Regions from separate parts of the Mus musculus genome. Here region 2 is linked to region 1. The links are chromatin contacts, called in public promoter capture Hi-C maps. All regions are on one chromosome and are shown on one strand. The core of a region is the stretch at or near the end of the contact, and the rest is flanking DNA. Distances in the headings are between cores, read along the strand shown. Region 1 holds the start of Hsp90b1 (heat shock protein 90, beta (Grp94), member 1). Region 2 holds the start of Actr6 (ARP6 actin-related protein 6).

Region 1 (3,903 bases), core at 905-3,404:
ACTTCATCCGTCGGTAGGTCATGACCTTATTCTGAGCTGACACGAAAGACCAGGACAATGTCCACTCCCTTCCTGCCCCAATATGGACCAATAAGAATTCTCATTCCGAATTTAATTCCTAATTTCTAATGGAAGGATCCAAACTGCTGTCCCAACCATGTAACACTTACCTCTTTATTTTTATACAAAGAATTGATGATAAGTTTCATCATCCTGTTCACTTCAGCTTGGAAGGCGAACTTTTCAGATTTTTCTCTAAGTTCTCTTATCTGTGATGCGTTTAACCCATCCAACTGAATAGCTTCTTCCTCTCTAAGGAAATCAAATTAGATAAGCAAATACTCAGCTTCATTTTTCTCAGTCTCTAGTCAGGACACAGACTGGCCTCTGCAGACCTTCTTGTTAAAAGAGCACTCACATACCAGCTCACTCTCATCACAGAATGGGCTGTGCTTAATGCTCGGCTGGAAATAGTTCCTAAAATTCCCAGAAAAATACATCTGGCTTCCCTCTACTGAAAAGCAAGTCATGACTTGTGTACGCTTGCACAGTGAACACTTTAGTACCGTCACTAATTCCTAGAAGGCCAAAATTGAAAATATACCTCACCGATTGAAAAGCCCTTTTCTTAAAAGTTAAAGGCATAAAAGTTCTATTTTTCATAGTACTAACTTCACACAGACAAAACCAATCAAGTGTCCTGTCAGGTCTTAGAAAGTTGGAAGCACAAGCTGAGTGGGCTACATCACCACTGGTTTTCTGGTTTTAGATGCTGAGGCTTATCCCTAGCACTTTCCTTCCTGAATCAGCAGTCACTCCCAGGAGCAGACTGCTAGGAGCTTTTGCCTGCAGATAAATGGGCACTCCTAAGATCTTCTCTGGTTATTTTGTATCATTAGCAACATTTTGGGCACTGGACCTTGTAATCTGAATGGAGAAACACCAACAGCCACTCTGCCCCACTAACTTGCAGAGCTTATCAACATAGCTTCAAATGCACCGACCTCTGCACAACTTCATCATCTGTCCTTGAGCCTTCTCGGCTTTTACCCAGGTCCTCTTCCACTGTGCCATCCACGTCGACTTCATCATCAGCTCTGACGAACCCTGGGGAGAAAGGTTACAACTCTCCACACTATTGCTTCCTCTCCTTCGCATAAAAAGCCATATCAACGGGGGCAAGAGTTAACACAATTCAGTAAGTAAATACAAGCTGTTGAGATGGAAGAATTATGTACTGACGTCAATAACCAATGTCAAGGTAAGTTTGCACGCTAAAGTTTAAATATGAATGCTCAAGACCCCCGTTGACTCTGGAAGGCCAGGCAGCCATCACGTGTGTCTATCCTAGGCAGTGAGAGAGGCCCCCGTCTACACCCACACGTGTTGCGCACAGCTGAGAGGAGGTCTCTACACTGGCCAAGCCAAAACTTGGGCCTCACTTAGTTATCACAGGTCAGAATGCAAACAGGGTTTGTGCAACTTCTGTTGAGGGGAACTGAAATCCGGCCCAAAGGGGAAGACATGTCAAGGACAGCTCTTGAAGCACATCGGAATCAGATATTGGGCCACCGCCACGACGCTGGCCCGAGGGCCCACGCTCGCGAGTCGGGCGTTAGAAAACAGAAACGCGCTCCGGGAGTAGAGGGCAGGGGCTGGGGGTCCTCAGGCTCTGGTGGCCAAAGGTCGGACCTGATCACAAAAGTCCTTAGGGAGGGGTTCCAGGAAGGCTTCCCCCGGGAGTAGAGTCCGAGAGACCGCGCCCCGTCAGCGAGACTTCGGGGAGCGCTCTAGCACCATCCGCAGGGTATTTATTTAAATGCCCGGTCTCCAAGTCGCCTTTTCCCAGAGGCCTCAGGGAAAGCATCATCACCCAAGTCTCCTTCGAGGGAACGAGATGGTCCCTGAAACCCCTGTAGGCCACCCGGCGTCCCCAACCCAGGTTCAACGCCCCAAGAACGTTCGAGAAGCGGCCACACAGGAAGGGGAGGGCGCCCACTGCCGCCCGGTCACTCACCGAAGGTCAGCAGGACACAGCAGAGGCCCAACACCCACAGGACCCTCATGGTGCGTGGCCGGCGAGTCGCAAGTCCTTTTCGGTCTCAGGAGCCGCCTCCACCCCCCCAATCCCGAGTCTAAGCTCCTCACACCTCCAGCAGCGCGGTCCGCCCACTAAGCCGCGCGCAGGTCGGGCCGCTTTTCACCCCACTGCTTGCGGGCGGGGGACGGGAAACACGAACTCACCAATCGTGCCTCACCACGCACTCTCTGCACCCAATGGAGACGCATGGGGGGGGACCGCAGCCCGCCAATCGGAACTGTCCAGGTGCGGTGCCCGATGCCCGAAGCGTGGCTCCTTGCGATTGGGCTTGTCCAGCGGCTTTCCTCCAATCAGATGGCTCCGCGGGCCCTCACACACCGGGCCACCCTTTGGCCTGGGAAGCCTTGGTCCCTGAGGAAAACCGTCCAATGAACGTAGGCGCATAGCACGTCTGTCCATTCCTAGAGGTCCCGGGGAACCACTTCCGGCTTCTAGCGAACGTTTAGTCCGTGACTAGGGGAAACGGTAGCCAAGACAATGCGTCCTTTACCCTTTTCTCGTCTACGACGCGGGTCACGTTACGAGTCCTTTCAGCGCTACGTTCGCCGTCACCTTTCTTTTGGGCGTTTCTTTTCGCAAAAGAGAAATTTGTGAGGGGTTGAATATCCGGAATGCGTTTGGATGGTGGTGAGAAACTACAGTTTCCGGCATGCAACGCACTAATCTCATGAATGCTGGGAATTGTAGTCTCTGGCATCTAAGCCAGTTGCGTAGCTTGGCCCTTGCTTACTCCAATCTTGTGTCCGCGGGAAATGTCTCTGAGTGATTATAGGATTTCCACCTCATTCAGATTGCAGAATAGATCTGTGCTTGTTCTAGGACTCTAATGCACACAGTTTTCAGAGGCGGACCTGAAAAGCAGCCCCGCGTAGCCCTAGTCTCACCGTGTCAGAGGGTCAGCCCTGGATTCTGGGCTGGTGGTAGCACCCGGGTTTCCACGTCCGCTTTCTTGCGCGTCACTCAGGGTCCCTAGAGCCTTCAGTTACACTTGGCGTTGCGCTGCTCGCATTTCCTGTCCTCTCTGGTTTGGTTTGCAGTAGAGGGTGGCAGGGGCTCTCCAACCCCGAAGGAAACAAGGACCCAAGTTCCTTTGACATCCCCATAAATATCAAAGAATGACTGGGCAATCTAGAGCCTCTTTTGTGAATCAGCCAGAGAGCGCGGTGGTGAAGTCCAGGCTAGCATAGAACAGGAAAGAACTTATGCAGATACTTGAAAGCAAAAGCCGCAGAGCTTGCAAAACAGCCTGGATTGTGGCTTTGTAACTTCATAGAAACACCTTTCCGCCTTCCGAAAGATAGCAAAAGAGGCTCTTTCTGGTGAGGGAAGTCCCTAAGGCCAGCTTGTACGTTCCGAAATGTTTTCTAAGCTCTTTAGCCTCATTTTAACCAATTTTCCACCAGCACGCTTGCCTGCCTCTAACACATCCATTCCATCACCGCTTTCTCCAAGAAAATTCGAGTTGTTTTTTTTTTTTAGGCAATCCAGGTTCCCGAAGGCAAGCTTTTCAGTGACAATGTCATAGTCCCTTTGACAACTTCAAGAATTTAGACTTGTAGAACTTGAATCTGTGGTTTGGTGTTTACATAATGTGGTGATGGCTTATTTACATCTGTCTGATTTACCTACATTTGCCAAAGCATACAGAAATGTAAGACGAAGGCCTTATGCCTCTGTGCTTGTGTTTGTTGTTTAGAGCATACCAGGATCTTATTTATTTGTGCTTTTGGAAAAAGATGGCCATTTCTGCGTATGACAGCCCATCATCCACTTTCTTTCTTTCTTACTCTCTTTCTTTCTTT
Region 2 (3,903 bases), core at 1,039-3,538, 3.0 Mb after region 1:
GTGTGGCTCAGTTGTAAAGCACAGGCTTAAGGTCCTAGGTTTGATCCTAACGTCACAGTTAAAAGAAGCTGTCCCGTGTTCTAATATACTTAGCTGGTTTGCTACCCTTGACTATTTACCTTGCTTCCCTTCAACAACTCTGTGAAGTCCATTATATTTTGATCAACTGCACTTGATCATGAAGCCTGTTGTGGAGTGAGTGATATACCCAGCTTCACTCAACTGGAGGAAACTTACTTTCCGTCTCCCAGCAGGTACAAATGATAATTCAGTTAACTCTTACTCTTAGTGGCTAGGTTTTCATTCATTCATTCATTCATTCATTTCTTAAAAGAATATAGCAAAATAAAAGACAAAGTGAAAACTATCACATTGAAGCTGGACAAGACAAAAGAGAAGGAAAAGAGCCCACAAGAAGGCACAAGAATCAGAGACCCACTCATTCACACGCTCAGGAGTCCCAGAAACACACTAAACTGGAAGCTAGAGTATAAGCACACAGGACCTGATGCAGAGCTGTGCAGGCCGTGTGCACAGGGCTTCAGTCTCTGAGGACTCATGACCTTTGCTCATGTTGATTTAGAAGGCCTGGTTATCTTGCTGTCCTCCGTCCCCTCTGGCTCTGAGGGGACGGATTTGCTGGAGACAAACCATTTAGAGCTGAATGTTCCGAGGTCTCTCACTCTCTGTGTAAAGTCTGGCTGTGGGCCTTGATTTGTCTTTAACGAGATCAGGGGGCCAGGAATGATGGGTTATGCTTACAATTCCAGCACTCAGGAGGCTGAGACAGGAGGACTCTCATGAGTTTGAGGCCAGTTTAGGATACACAATGCCCAGCTGGGCCACTGCGTAAGACCTTATCTCAATAAAGAACCACAGGGGCTTGGAGGCTATATAGTTCAGTAGCACAGCACTTTCCTAACATGTCCTAGGCCCATAATTCATTCTCCAGCACATTAAAAACAAAACAGAAAATCTGGTTCTATATGTATTTACATGCATCTGTTTATTTATGTATTTATGTGCACAGGTATTTTTCCTGCGTGTATGTCTGTGCACCGTGTGTGTGTGTGTGTGTGTATGTGAGAGAGAGAGAGAGAGGGAGAGAGAGAGAGAGAGAGAGAGAGAGAGAGAGAGGGAGAGAGAGAGAGAGAGAAAGAGAGGAGTTACAGACAGTTGTTAGCGGCCATGTAGGTGCTGGGAATTGAACGTAGGCCCTCTAGAAGAGCAGAATGAGCGGGTTAGCCATTTCTCCAGCCCCATGTACCTAGTTCTTAATGAGGAAAAAAAAAACTTATGTGGAAGCCTTATATATAAATGGCTTCCATCACCACTAAAGCTGTGAGAATCTGGTCATATGAGAATCTGGTCATATGGGCTGGGCTAAGAAGTAATGTTGTGCTTGTCCACCGTGCAAGAGTTCAACATAGCATTAAAAAAAAAAAATTCAGTCAAATGCCCACTGAGTTCTGAAGTAGTGGCCCTCAGCTGTAATCCTAGCAACCAGGAGGTGGAGGCAGGAGGATCTTAAATTCAAGGTCATCCTGGATTACACGCTGTGCTGCAAGGCAGCAGGGGGTGTAGCTCTGTGGGAAGGTACTAATTACCTACGCAAAGTCCTAGATTTCAGTTCTAGCACTGTGAAAGTCTACTATTTATTCAAACATACATTTTATAAAACACATCTTAAGATGCCACCGTAGCGTTCCTGACTTTACCAACCAGGTTATTCAACTTGGTTCCCCAATGCCTTCAAACTCCCTGGACTCTAATGAAGTGGGTTTTACTATTTGGGAGGTTGGGGGGCATTGAACCTTTTGAGGATCCGATGAAAACCTATAATCGTGTTCCCCTAAAGGCGAAACGTTGCCCACTATTTCTGAAATTTCATAAACTTTAGTCTCCTCAGTCAATCTCGAGAAGCCTATTTCCCGTTACCAAACGGAACATACATTCACTTCCGCAGCCCCGCGGCCTCAAACAAAAAATCAAAGTCAATTTCAGTTCAAAGCATCAAACCAACCAACGAACCCAGCTCGAAACTGAGCATCCCCCGACTGAGGCTGGAGGCGCGCGATGGCGTCTGTGGATCACGCAAATCGGAAAGCATAGTCTGTCAAGTTAAAAGGCGTACGTGTCCTGTCCCTCGGGAACGACGACCACTTACGAGACACTGTCATGGCTGTAACCGATTTTGGCGTTGTAAGCTCCATTATCCAGAACTAGGGTCGTCATTTCGGCACGCACCACGCTGCAGCGGAGTCGCTTTCCCACTGTTTGAATCTCCTCTGCTCAGGCTTCTTCCGGTACTCTATGGTCGATGGGGGCGTGGCCGTGGCGTAAACTTCCGGTTACCCTGACAACGGAGTACGCCAGAAGTCGAGCAGCGGAGCAGCCCTTCCTGTGCTTGTATCCAGTTTTCAAATGCATCGATTTTCGGTGGCAGCGACATTCCGTAGTAGAAACTGCTAAGTACTTTATTTCTTTTGATTTTCTTTACTGCGCACATTGGCGAGTGGAAGCTTTTTGTGAGCCCTTTGGTGGGCTGCGTGTGCGTGTATCTGATTAGAGTTGTTAAGACACTCCGAGCCTTGAAGAATTGAGTATGAAACCATACGCATCGTGGAACTGGATACGAAGTCTCTTCAGCCTCACCTTCATTTCTTGGCACTCGTCATCAGGTTATAGAATTTGGTCACAATAAATTATGTATGGGCTGTGTTGTTATCTGCGTTGTGCTTTAACTTATTTGCACATTCCCCAACGAATCCCCCTGCTTGTTCTCCGCTACTTATTTATGTATCCTATCTACAAAGGACTTCTTGACATCTGACATGTTCCTTGTCTGCTCTGACTCCTGGAATTAGATATCGTTCCTGGGTGTTTCTGTACAACGGAGAGCTTGTGTTTCATAATGTTAAGAAAAAGTTTTGGAGTTGAGCGTAATGGTACACGCCTTTAATCCCAGCACTCGGGAGACAGAGGGAGGTGGCTCTCTGGGTGTTCAAAACCAGCCTGGTTTACGTAGGACAGCCAGACATACACGATACAGAGAGTCTCTCTCAAAATGTTTTGATTGGAATGTAGACTCTGCTACAAAATAATCTCGGGTAATGAATCTGATATAAATGAATACACAGCCATGCTTAAGAGTAAGTTAGCTACACAGAGAAACCCTGTCTCAAAAAAACCAAAACCAAAACAAAAAAAAAAAAAAAAAAGAGAGAGTAAGCTGTTTCACTTTCTTTACACGTATTAACTAGTGTTTAAAACTCCAGGAGATAAAGAGATGAGAGTGTGGCCTTCTAATTTTAAACTGTGACTATGACATTAAAAACATATAAGCGGGCTGGAGAGACGGCTCAGAGGATAAGAGCACTGACTGCTCGTCCGAAGGTCCTGAGTTCAAATCCCAGCAACCACATAGTGGCTCACAATCACCTGTAATGAGATCTGATACCCTCTTCTGGTGCATCTGAAGTCAGCTACAGTGTACTTATGTATAATAATAAATAAATCTTAAAAAAAATGTTTAAACTAAGCCGGGCGGTGGTGGCGGACATCTTTAATCCCAGCACTTGGGAGGCAGAGGCAGGCAGATTTCTGAGTTCAAGGCCAGCCTGGTCTACAAGTGAGTTCCAGGACAGCCAGGGCTATACAGAGAAACCCTGTCTCAAAAAAAAAAAAAAAAAAAAAAAAAAGAAAAAAGAAAAAAAAAGAAAAAAGAAAAAAATGTTTAAGCAACTTAATGACCCTTGGGTTATCTAAATTATAAAATAAACTAATATGACTCTCACTATGTTATAGAATGGTTTAATATTAGTGTTAGAAGTCAAGCACCTACCTGTCAATAGATACTGTTATCATTTTTTTTAGTTTGCTTAATATTTATTTTGAGATAGG

What was found. Capture Hi-C pulls out chosen DNA fragments and counts their contacts.
Region 2: a promoter capture Hi-C map of adipose tissue shows a contact between it and region 1. The contact joins the promoter of Actr6 here to the promoter of Hsp90b1 in region 1. A contact is called at or near these places in 1 of 39 promoter capture datasets (pre-B cells) and 1 of 9 other capture datasets (adipose tissue).

Annotation. Positions count from the first base shown.
Region 1 is chr10:86,703,290-86,707,192 of GRCm38.p6, forward strand. Hsp90b1 (heat shock protein 90, beta (Grp94), member 1) reads right to left here and starts at 2,155. Exons shown (of 18, transcript NM_011631.1): 1 at 2,018-2,155; 2 at 1,005-1,107; 3 at 171-312. The coding sequence starts at 2,066. It overlaps Ttc41 (tetratricopeptide repeat domain 41), which reads left to right and starts at 2,522. Exons shown (of 16, transcript NM_001003910.2): 1 at 2,522-2,728.
Region 2 is chr10:89,730,007-89,733,909 of GRCm38.p6, forward strand. It overlaps Actr6 (ARP6 actin-related protein 6), which reads right to left and starts at 2,289. Exons shown (of 11, transcript NM_025914.3): 1 at 2,168-2,289. The coding sequence starts at 2,235.